Linked DNA regions of Sus scrofa: region 2 is linked to region 1. The links are chromatin contacts, called in public Hi-C maps. All regions are on one chromosome and are shown on one strand. Each heading gives the region's core, a stretch centred on a gene start, on an enhancer-like site or on the middle of the called end of the contact. The rest is flanking DNA. Distances are from core to core; before and after follow the strand shown. Region 1 has its middle 110 kb from the start of FAM20A. Region 2 overlaps LOC110255981 (a long non-coding RNA gene).

Region 1 (4,420 bases), core at 992-3,491:
CATTTAACTGTTATCAAAAATTTCATCATCTTCATCATCAATTGCTGCTCAGAATTTCTTTGCATCTTTTAGGACCTTAGTGTGTTTGGTGAAAATGTGTCTATTCCATTGTGTGGGGTTTCCTTTCAATATTTTATGTTTCTGTTTTATCGCCCATAGAAAATATTGTATCTGTTTTTATAGATCCTATAGAAATTCAAACAGAATAAGCCTGGATAAGACAGAATCTGCAAAGTTGGTTTCTCCCACGGTGGGCGGCAGAATCTTGACTCAAATGCTACTATAAGCTTGTATTGAGCTAAGGTTTTTGAGCACATGCTTTGCGCCAGGAACTGGGCTAAGTACCCTACTTATAGTTTCTCATTCAATGATCACAATAACCCTATGAGGTGCTGTAATTATACCCATTTTGTAGATAGGAAAACTGAGTCTTGGGGAAGTAGGCTGCACACAGACAAAAAAGTGTCACAGACAATTAAGACACCCATGGAAGTGCCTTCGCAGTTAAAGGCGCAAATACTGCAATCGACTCTGACCTGCCATGCACGAGTTCTCGCGTGAACTCCTGACGCTCCTCTTTAAGACACTAGTCAGACCCCCGGCCAAGAACCTCTGTTTTAGGATCTTCCTTATGTTGCTTCTCCTTATACTCATTCCCTTGGTAACTTTATCTAGGCTCATTTTAAATTTTTATTTATTTATTTATTTTCTTTTTAGGGCCACGCCTGCGGCATGTGGATGTCTGGAGGCTGGGGGTCCAACAGGAGCGGCTGCTGCCGGCCTTCGCCACAGCCACAGCAACCCCAGATCTGAGCTGCATCTGCACCTACACCGCATCTTGTGGCCATGCTGGACCCTTAACCCACTGAGCGAGACCAGGGATCAAACCCACATTCTCATGAAGATTACGTTGAGTTCTTAACTGGCTGAGCCACAAGGGGAGCTCCGATTTCCTTGCTTATAATGCTTACTCTTGGCCTCCTTCTGCTGTAGCATAAGTTCCATGAGGACAAGGATTTTTATATTTCCTATTCCTTGATAAATCCCCCACACAAGAACAGTATTTAACAGAAGCAGATGCTCAATTAATACGGAATGAATAAATAAATCATCAGAGCTGAGATTCAATCCGGGCTGGTCTTAGCAACTATCACTGTGGCGCCCTCTACAGAGGAGACTCGCACAGTCCCTCTGATGTACGGCTAGACTAGAAACCAACATCCCGAAGCCGACATTCCTCGGTAAGAGCATCCTCCATCCACCGACTGTCTTCGCTTAGACATCACAACCGATTTCTTGACGGTATCATCTGGTTCATATTAGGATAGTATGAGGCAGAGAACAGAAACAGGTAAAGCAAGCAGAGTCAGAGGCTGGGCTGGGGGACAATGTGGAGAGAAGGCAAGAGGCACAACAGGGACAAGTCACCAGCGCAGCCCACCTGGCAAGAAGCCCCAGGAAAGAAAGCTTCAAATCGTTTCACCCTGTTTTCTCCGCTGTGTAGAAACGGCTCAAGGATCTGATCTGTTTTGGGACTTGGGGTTAAATTCAAGTCTCGAGGGAGGACGTCATTAACCAGGAGCCCCAAAATGATGATGGAAATCAAAATGGCGAGTTAGAATTTAAGATTTCTAGCGAGTCCTGAGACTCCCATGGCACTGCTGCTTGTTGCAAACGAGAATCAGGTCTCTCCGTGGGCTCCATTTCAGAACAGCTTTTCAAGTAGAGGCTGCAGTACTCGAATGCAACTTAAGGTGGCGCTCTTGCTCTACTCAAAGGAATCAGGCTTCTCTGCTGCGGGCCACGCCTCACAGGTTTTTTAATTCCAAGAAACTCCAGTGACTCAGCCAAGGGAGGAGGAAGCATAAAATATAGACGAAGGATACTGCCTAATGCCCAGTGTACACAAGCTTGCCATCACCACCACCGACACCGAAAATTACTTTTTAGATGTATCCTTTCTTGGGCATCCCATCTTTTTGGTAGGATTTAGCACACACTAGGCAAATAACCACTGGAGCAGTGCCCTAAAACTGCCAGTGTGTAGGAAAAGCCCTAAGAGGGTACCATATGGGTTGAAGGTACCATTTTGTCTTGTTTCTGCCTGCTCCAGCAGAAAGGCCACCTCTCACGGTTTAGGGTTCCTTTCTTTTCAAGTCTTCAGGGCTGTCTTTTGGGGAGGTGAGCCATGATAGCCCCAGGGCAGGGCCTTGGTGCCAGCTTGCGTGTTTGTACATACAGGGCGTGACTCACACGGATTGCACAGGACTTCAGCTGCCCGCAGTTCTGCGGGAACAGAGTCTGTCTGTGCCTGCTGGGCAAACCCCTCAGTTAATCCTGCTGGTGGCCAAGACCATACCCTGTCATTAGGCCATGTATTTGACCACAGAGCTCAAAACATTTTAACGGCATGGGCTTGCTTAATCCTTGTCATCTTCGCCAAGTCTCTGATGCCCTTACATTTCAGGTTTCTGCTTTGCTTTGCGTATGGGGAAACCAGGCCAGAAACGTTGAGCGACCCTGCAGAGGTCATCCCAGGATTCAGAATTAGAATCATGGACACTTGACCTTTAATCAGAGGTGCTGACTTTCCAAATCTCTGCCTTCTTCCTCCCTACAACCCAATTCCCCCCCCCCCCCCCGCCAACAATCCTTTCCTTGTAGATATGGCATTGGTTTGGTTTATTCTTAGAGCATACACGGTCCCACAAGGACACAAATCCATGTCGGATTCTGTAGTTTTAAGCAGAGGCAACAATGTAGAGTTACTGGTATAACCCAAGAGTATGCAGAATCACCTACTTTTCACACTGGAGCCTGACTGCAGAAATAAACACACCGTCTCCTTCTTAGAGATACACAATTCGGCACGGCAGACTAGGAGCCCTGAGACATCCTGTAGGAAATAAATGGTTTAACTCCTTTAACCACATGTTTTCCAAACTTACTGAAACATACATGACTTTTTCCCGGAGTATCTCTCGATTTGCATCATTGGGGTCATCGTCCTTGGAAGAGCCTTTTGGAAATGCTGAATAATAGTATAATCCCTCTGTGTAGCCTAGGGTTGGGTGTGTAGGCAAAGACCTCCACTCGTGGTCCACCTTGCCATGCTGGGGAATTCCAGAGTTCACAGCATTAGTCTTAGAGTGAGTGGGATTTTTGTGGTCACCCACAGCATCCTGATAGTTGACAAAAGCCAAGTCCCATGGCAGTTTTCCGAGCCTGAGATTATAAAACAGAGAGTAGATTAAAAGCTGCTCTCTTCTTCTTTTTTTTTTTTTTTTTTGGCCATGCCTGCAGCATGTGGAAATTCCCAGGCTAGCCGATCAAATCGGAGCTGCAGCTGCTAGCTTATGCCACAGCCATAGCAACGCAGGATCCCAGCCGCCTCTGTGACCTTGTGGCAACCCCAGATCCTTGACCCACTGAGCGAAGCCTGGGATCGAACCTGGAGCCTCACGGACAATATGTCAAGTTCTTAACCTACTAAACCACGGTAGGAGCATCCGCTCTTTCCTACTTCTGATGGGCCCTTTCCCATCCTTTCCAACTCACACAGGCATCTCCACTCAAGGTCACCTTGAGCCCTGTCAGCTATTCCGCCACTGGCATCAGTGGATACCTCCCCTTCCCGATTGTTTGAAAGTGTCCTTCAGCCACCTTCAGTCCTTTGAAAGACAGCTGGATTACCAAAAAATTTAAAAGAAAGAAAGAAAGAAAAGCTCTATTCTTCAGCTCCCTCCCAACCAAAGCCATAACCCTAGGGCAGTAATGCTTTTTTTCTTTAACGATAAAAGCCCCAACGTTCTCCTAGGAACGCACGTGTCACCCCTTTTCTTTGTCCAAAAGAGCAAGCAGCTTTGCCCCCTAGTTCAAGTTCCTACACCACCCCTGGTAGACTGTCATAGTCATAAGAGCCATGAAAAAAAGACATACTTAGTCTGAAGTCTTTGAGAAGACAAGGGCCTTATATCAGGGACCCTGTGTGGCAGCAATTTGTTGTTGAAGACAATTGCATGTGACAGTTTTCAAACTCTGTAGAAATGTCCTGGACCATCTCAGAAAAATATGTTGTCTTGGAATAAAACTAGGGGACTGGGGTGTTTGTCCCGTGCTGGGCAAGTCTCTCAGGCCTCTTCATGGGCTTTGAGGCTGTCGGCAAGACATGTCTTCACTTTGGGCCTCTGGCAGACCTTCATATCAGGATAATAATCTTCGTTCTTCTTTAAAGAACAAGTGCCAAGCCTCAACGGCCAAGGCGACCTGATAGAATCAGCCCCTCTTCTGTTGATCAGATATATTCTTTTAAGAACTAATCAATTCCGCACACTCACACCCCTCCCCACCCAAAAAAGCCATATCATATACAGGACTAGTGACCTCTGTATCTAGAGACATTCAGGATACCTTCCTGAGT
Region 2 (4,420 bases), core at 1,416-3,915, 90 kb after region 1:
GATCCAGTGTTGCTGTGAGCTGTGGGGTTGGTTGCAGATGCGGCTTGGATCCCAAGTTGCTGTGGCTGTGGTGTAGGCTGGCAGCTACAGTTTCGATTCCACCCCTAGCCTGGGAACCTCCATATGCCGCAGATGAGGCCCTAAAAGACAATAAGACCAAAAAAAAGAAAAGAAAAAAAGATGTCCAAATTCCCACTGTGGTGGAGCAGGTTAAGGATCTGGTGTTATCTCTGCAGCAGCGTGGGTTTGATCCCCAGTCAGCAAAGTGGGTTAAGGATCTGGCATTGCTGCCCCTGTGGTGTAGGTCACAGGGGCTAGGATTTGATCCTGACCTGGGAACTTCCATATGCCGCAGGTATAGCCAAAAAAAAAGGTAAAGATCTCGATCTTACCCTGTCAAAATGAAACAAGGGTGAGCAATAGTTCTAGAAGGTGGTTTGGCAATATGTCTCAAAGTGTATATGAGCATATCTTTTAATCAACAGTCACAATTCCAGGAGTGACACCAGGATGTTTATTGCTGCCTACTTCACAATAGAAAAAAAGTTGGAAATCCCTTAAAAGTCCATTCACTGAGGAAAGATTAAGCAAAATCTGGCAGATACATACAAAGGAACCCTTGGCGTTCATTCCCAGTGATGGTCTGTAATTTACTAAGCTGGATAGAAATCTCTCAGATAGTCCTGCATGTCTAAGATTATGTCACAGAAGGCACAAAGAGCATGGTCGGATGTGTATAAATATTTGCAGCCACTCTGGCTGCTGGCAGAGAGGGCTCAGTTCTCAGTGTGTACTCACTCCTTAGGTCGGCTCAGGTGTCCTCTGTGCCAGCGTAGCTGGTTGCCCTCAGAGGGAATGGTCTAGGCAGGTAAGGCGGATGTGGCAATGTTTGAATGACCAAGCCTCAGGAGCCAGGCTCTGTCATTTCTGCTGTATCCTGTTACCCACCCCGGTCAGTCCTATTCAGTACAGAAGGTATGAAACCTATGCAAAGACTGGGAAACCAGGAGGCAGGGATCATTGGGAAGCCTTTTGAAGGCGGGCTACCCCGGTATATATTTTTCTAAGTTTCCATCAATCTTACAGGGTAAAATAGGGCAAAAGCAAGTCAATAAAGGCTATGGCACGGTGCCAAGGGTTCTACACGCATTGTCATTTTTCCTCAAATCTCAAATGCCATCGACTAAAGAACATACTGCCATTTTCTATGCCTCCTAAGAGTAAATAAAATCCTGCCAATTAAATTATGACATGATGCTTTCTTATCCCTTTGAATTTTTACTGGCTATTTATTGAAAGAGCTGCTTTAGACTTTCAGTTAGTGACTGCTATCATATATCCCTTGTGTGTCTTAATGAGAAAGAAAATATAAGAGATTTTAAACGTTCAGAGTCTGAATGTTCTAAATTGTTTTTCAAATCAGAGCCTTCAATATCCATGTTTTTCCACATGAAATCGAGCTTCAGGCAACTGATGATTCTCCCCTAGGATTTTCTTTTAACACTGACACCTGTTCTGAAACTTTTGATGTTGGTACTTTCTTGATCATGCTGCAATCAATCACAACAACCTCTCGTTGCTTTGAAATTTCTTTCCTCTAGTCTGTGGAATGTCACAATTTCTCCTGCCTTCAATTACATAGCTTGGCATGGGAATCAAAAACTCCTCCAGGGATCCCGCTATGGTGCAGTGGGTTAGGACTCCAACTGCAGCAGCTCAGGTCACGGTGGAGGTATGGGTTTGATCCCCGGCCTGGTGCAATGGGTTAGGAGGGTCTGGTATTGCTGCAGCTGCAGTGTAGGTTGCAGCTACAGCTCAGATTCAATCCCTGGCCCAGGAACTTCCATATGCCTCAGGTAATTCTTCCCACATGTGTTTCCCAAAAAAAGAAATACATAAAACAGCCTTATGTATTCAGGAATCCCTTCTTTAGGTCTCATGACGCAGTCATTGTTTTGCAGGTAAAAACATGGAACTGTGGTCCTTTCTCCAATGATGAATACCCGCTTCACAAATATCAAATGTATGCACCACCTGGAAATAACTGGAAGATGCATCCTTGATTTCACAGGTGTTAAAATAAGAACAATGTGCATCCTTGAGCTGATGACATATGGCATACAATGTCCTATTTGAACTTCCCAACAGCCCTGTGAAAGAGTGACTGTTTTTGCAGACAAAGATGCTGAAGTGTAACTAGATTGAGGAGCTTGCCCACGGCCGCCGTGCAATCAGTGAGACGGAACAGACATTTAATTCCAGGTTCAGCTGACTAACCAGAGCATATGACCTCTGCACTTACTGGCATCTCAAGCCAGCGGAGTCATTTTGTCCCTAGCATCACTAGCAACATCGTCATCACCATTGCTCTTATCATTGTCATTGCCATGGCCATCTTTGCCATGGTCCTCATCTTCACAGCTAATACTTACTGAGCACGTATGTACCACGTGCTAGGCTCTGTGCTAAGGTTTATGTGGTTTCCCTCACAACTACCCTTGGGAACTTCCATACGCCACAGGCACAGCCCTTAAAAAAAAATTTTTTTTTTAACTGCATCTTAGGTTATACAACCAGTTAATGACTCAGCAATAACTCAAGCCCAAGAAGTCTGATTCAAAAGCACATGTTCTCAATAACTACACAATAGTGCCTCCTACAAGAAGTATTATGAGTGAATTTGTTTTCACTGATTCACTCCACAAATATTTCCTGGACACATACCACATGCTATGTGTGACACCAAGTAAAATGGATAGAGCGAAGAATAAGAGAAAGATCAACGCTGCCTTCATGGAAATCGCAAGCTGGGTGGAACACCAATAAAAATGAGAACTATGAAGACTGAGTGGAAAGATGGGGTTAGGAACTCACATTTACATCCTACCCTTCCCCAAACTCTGCCAAGAAGATAATGAAATTATAATGATGATAATTAACATTTATCACCATGTGTGAGACATTGATATGAACATTTTACAGGTATTACAACATTAAACTCTTACAGGGAAGAACAAATATGACTCCATATTGAATCTGTTCTTTTACTTTAGGCTTTGAGTTCTATTGCTTTTGCTATAAGTTAATCACTAGCAGAATGTTGCCTATTGCCTGAAATAAACAGGAGAGCCCATTCTCAAGGCTCTGCCCTTTAGAGATACAACACATTTTTTCCATTCATAGAGAGAGAAACAGTTGCAGGACAGAGAATAACATTTGTCTAGTTAGAGGTTAACAGAACATCTTGACCTGACTTACATGGATAGCTGCAAGAACAAAGGATTCCTACACCAAGAAGTTTGCAATAACCGACCACACTCCCCTCCCCTTTTAGTGTATTCTAACTCAGGTAAGATGGTTCTTTGGGACACTAGTCCACCATCTCCTCAATCTGCTCTCTTTCCAAATAAAGTCTCTGTTCCTTGTCCCAACAATTGTCTCTCCAGCCATTGGCCTGTGGTGCAGTAAGCAATACAATCTTGGACTTGGTAACAAAACCTTGTAACATTTTGTTTTACAGATGAAAAGTCTAAGACATAGAGAGGCCAAGTAACTTGTCCGAAGTCATATAATTAGTTTGTGACAAAGCCAGTGTAAGAATCCAGAGCTTGTGGCTTCTATGCACCTGTTTCCATAGTAAAGGAATAAAATTATCCTCAAGGACAGTGACTTCAGGAGAAGAGATATCTATGAATAGGAGAGATCGAGAGAATTTTAAAGAGTGGAAAGCAAGACAGAGGGAGTAGCTTATTTAGGAGGGCAGATAACGCCATGAATAAAAGCAGAGGCTTGAGAAAATAACTGCTTCTCCCCACGGTCAGCCTCATAGTGACACATAAACTGGGGACTTCTGACATCACAGGGTGTGGAAGGGGGACATACGGAGTCATCCTGGAAGTCAGGGCGGCAGTCAACCTTTATAACCATCAACACCTTTACCTGCTCTTACACACAGAATGCCAGGGGCCAGGAACTCACCCTCTACCCCCAGGAGAGGGTAGCAGGGAAACTTACCAACTTCTGGTGTCTCCTTCCCAAGTGGAGATGGGACACACTCTTGGCCTCTCCCAGATTCTCACTTGCTCCTCCCGTGGGGAAGAATGGTTAATGTGGGAAGAACTTAACAGGCTTCGTTCGGCTCCTCTCTTTGTTTTGGGGAGTCTGTCCAGGGCAGAGCATGTTTCCTTCTGCTCCTCCCTATAGAAGTCTCACCTGCAGAGGAGCCCTGCCTGGGTCAAGCACTGCCCATGACTGGGTATAGAAGTCTACAATTCTGGGGTTCAATTCACAGGCCCACTTGGCTCTCACCCTAAGCTACATCCCTACCTGAGCTTTCAATATTAAATAAAAGTGGTGTTTTCACCTCTCGACCTCTTGTCTGCCTCACTTTTTTTTTTCTTGCCTTATATCTCAATTTGCT

What was found. Hi-C and Micro-C count contacts between places; a contact is called where the count stands out from the background.
Region 2: a Hi-C map of embryonic fibroblasts shows a contact between it and region 1, with 2.3 times the contacts expected there. The contact joins two enhancer-like sites. A contact is called at or near these places in 7 of 47 Hi-C or Micro-C datasets (adipocytes, embryonic fibroblasts, fibroblasts and 3 more) and 1 of 2 datasets of contacts at active chromatin or transcription factors (alveolar macrophages).

What each region holds. Positions count from the first base shown.
Region 1 is chr12:11,496,325-11,500,744 of Sscrofa11.1, forward strand. No RefSeq gene overlaps it. Among named protein-coding and RNA genes, the nearest start is that of FAM20A, 110 kb to the right of the region's middle. Within about 2 kb of position 2,242, at least 25 of the 83 cell types and tissues checked have an H3K27ac peak or open chromatin away from gene starts, as enhancers often do. A contact at or near this core is called in embryonic fibroblasts, where this site is marked.
Region 2 is chr12:11,585,691-11,590,110 of Sscrofa11.1, forward strand. The region is part of intron 1 of LOC110255981 (a long non-coding RNA gene); the gene reads right to left. Among named protein-coding and RNA genes, the nearest start is that of FAM20A, 19 kb to the right of the region's middle. Within about 2 kb of position 2,666, at least 3 of the 83 cell types and tissues checked have an H3K27ac peak or open chromatin away from gene starts, as enhancers often do. A contact at or near this core is called in embryonic fibroblasts, where this site is marked.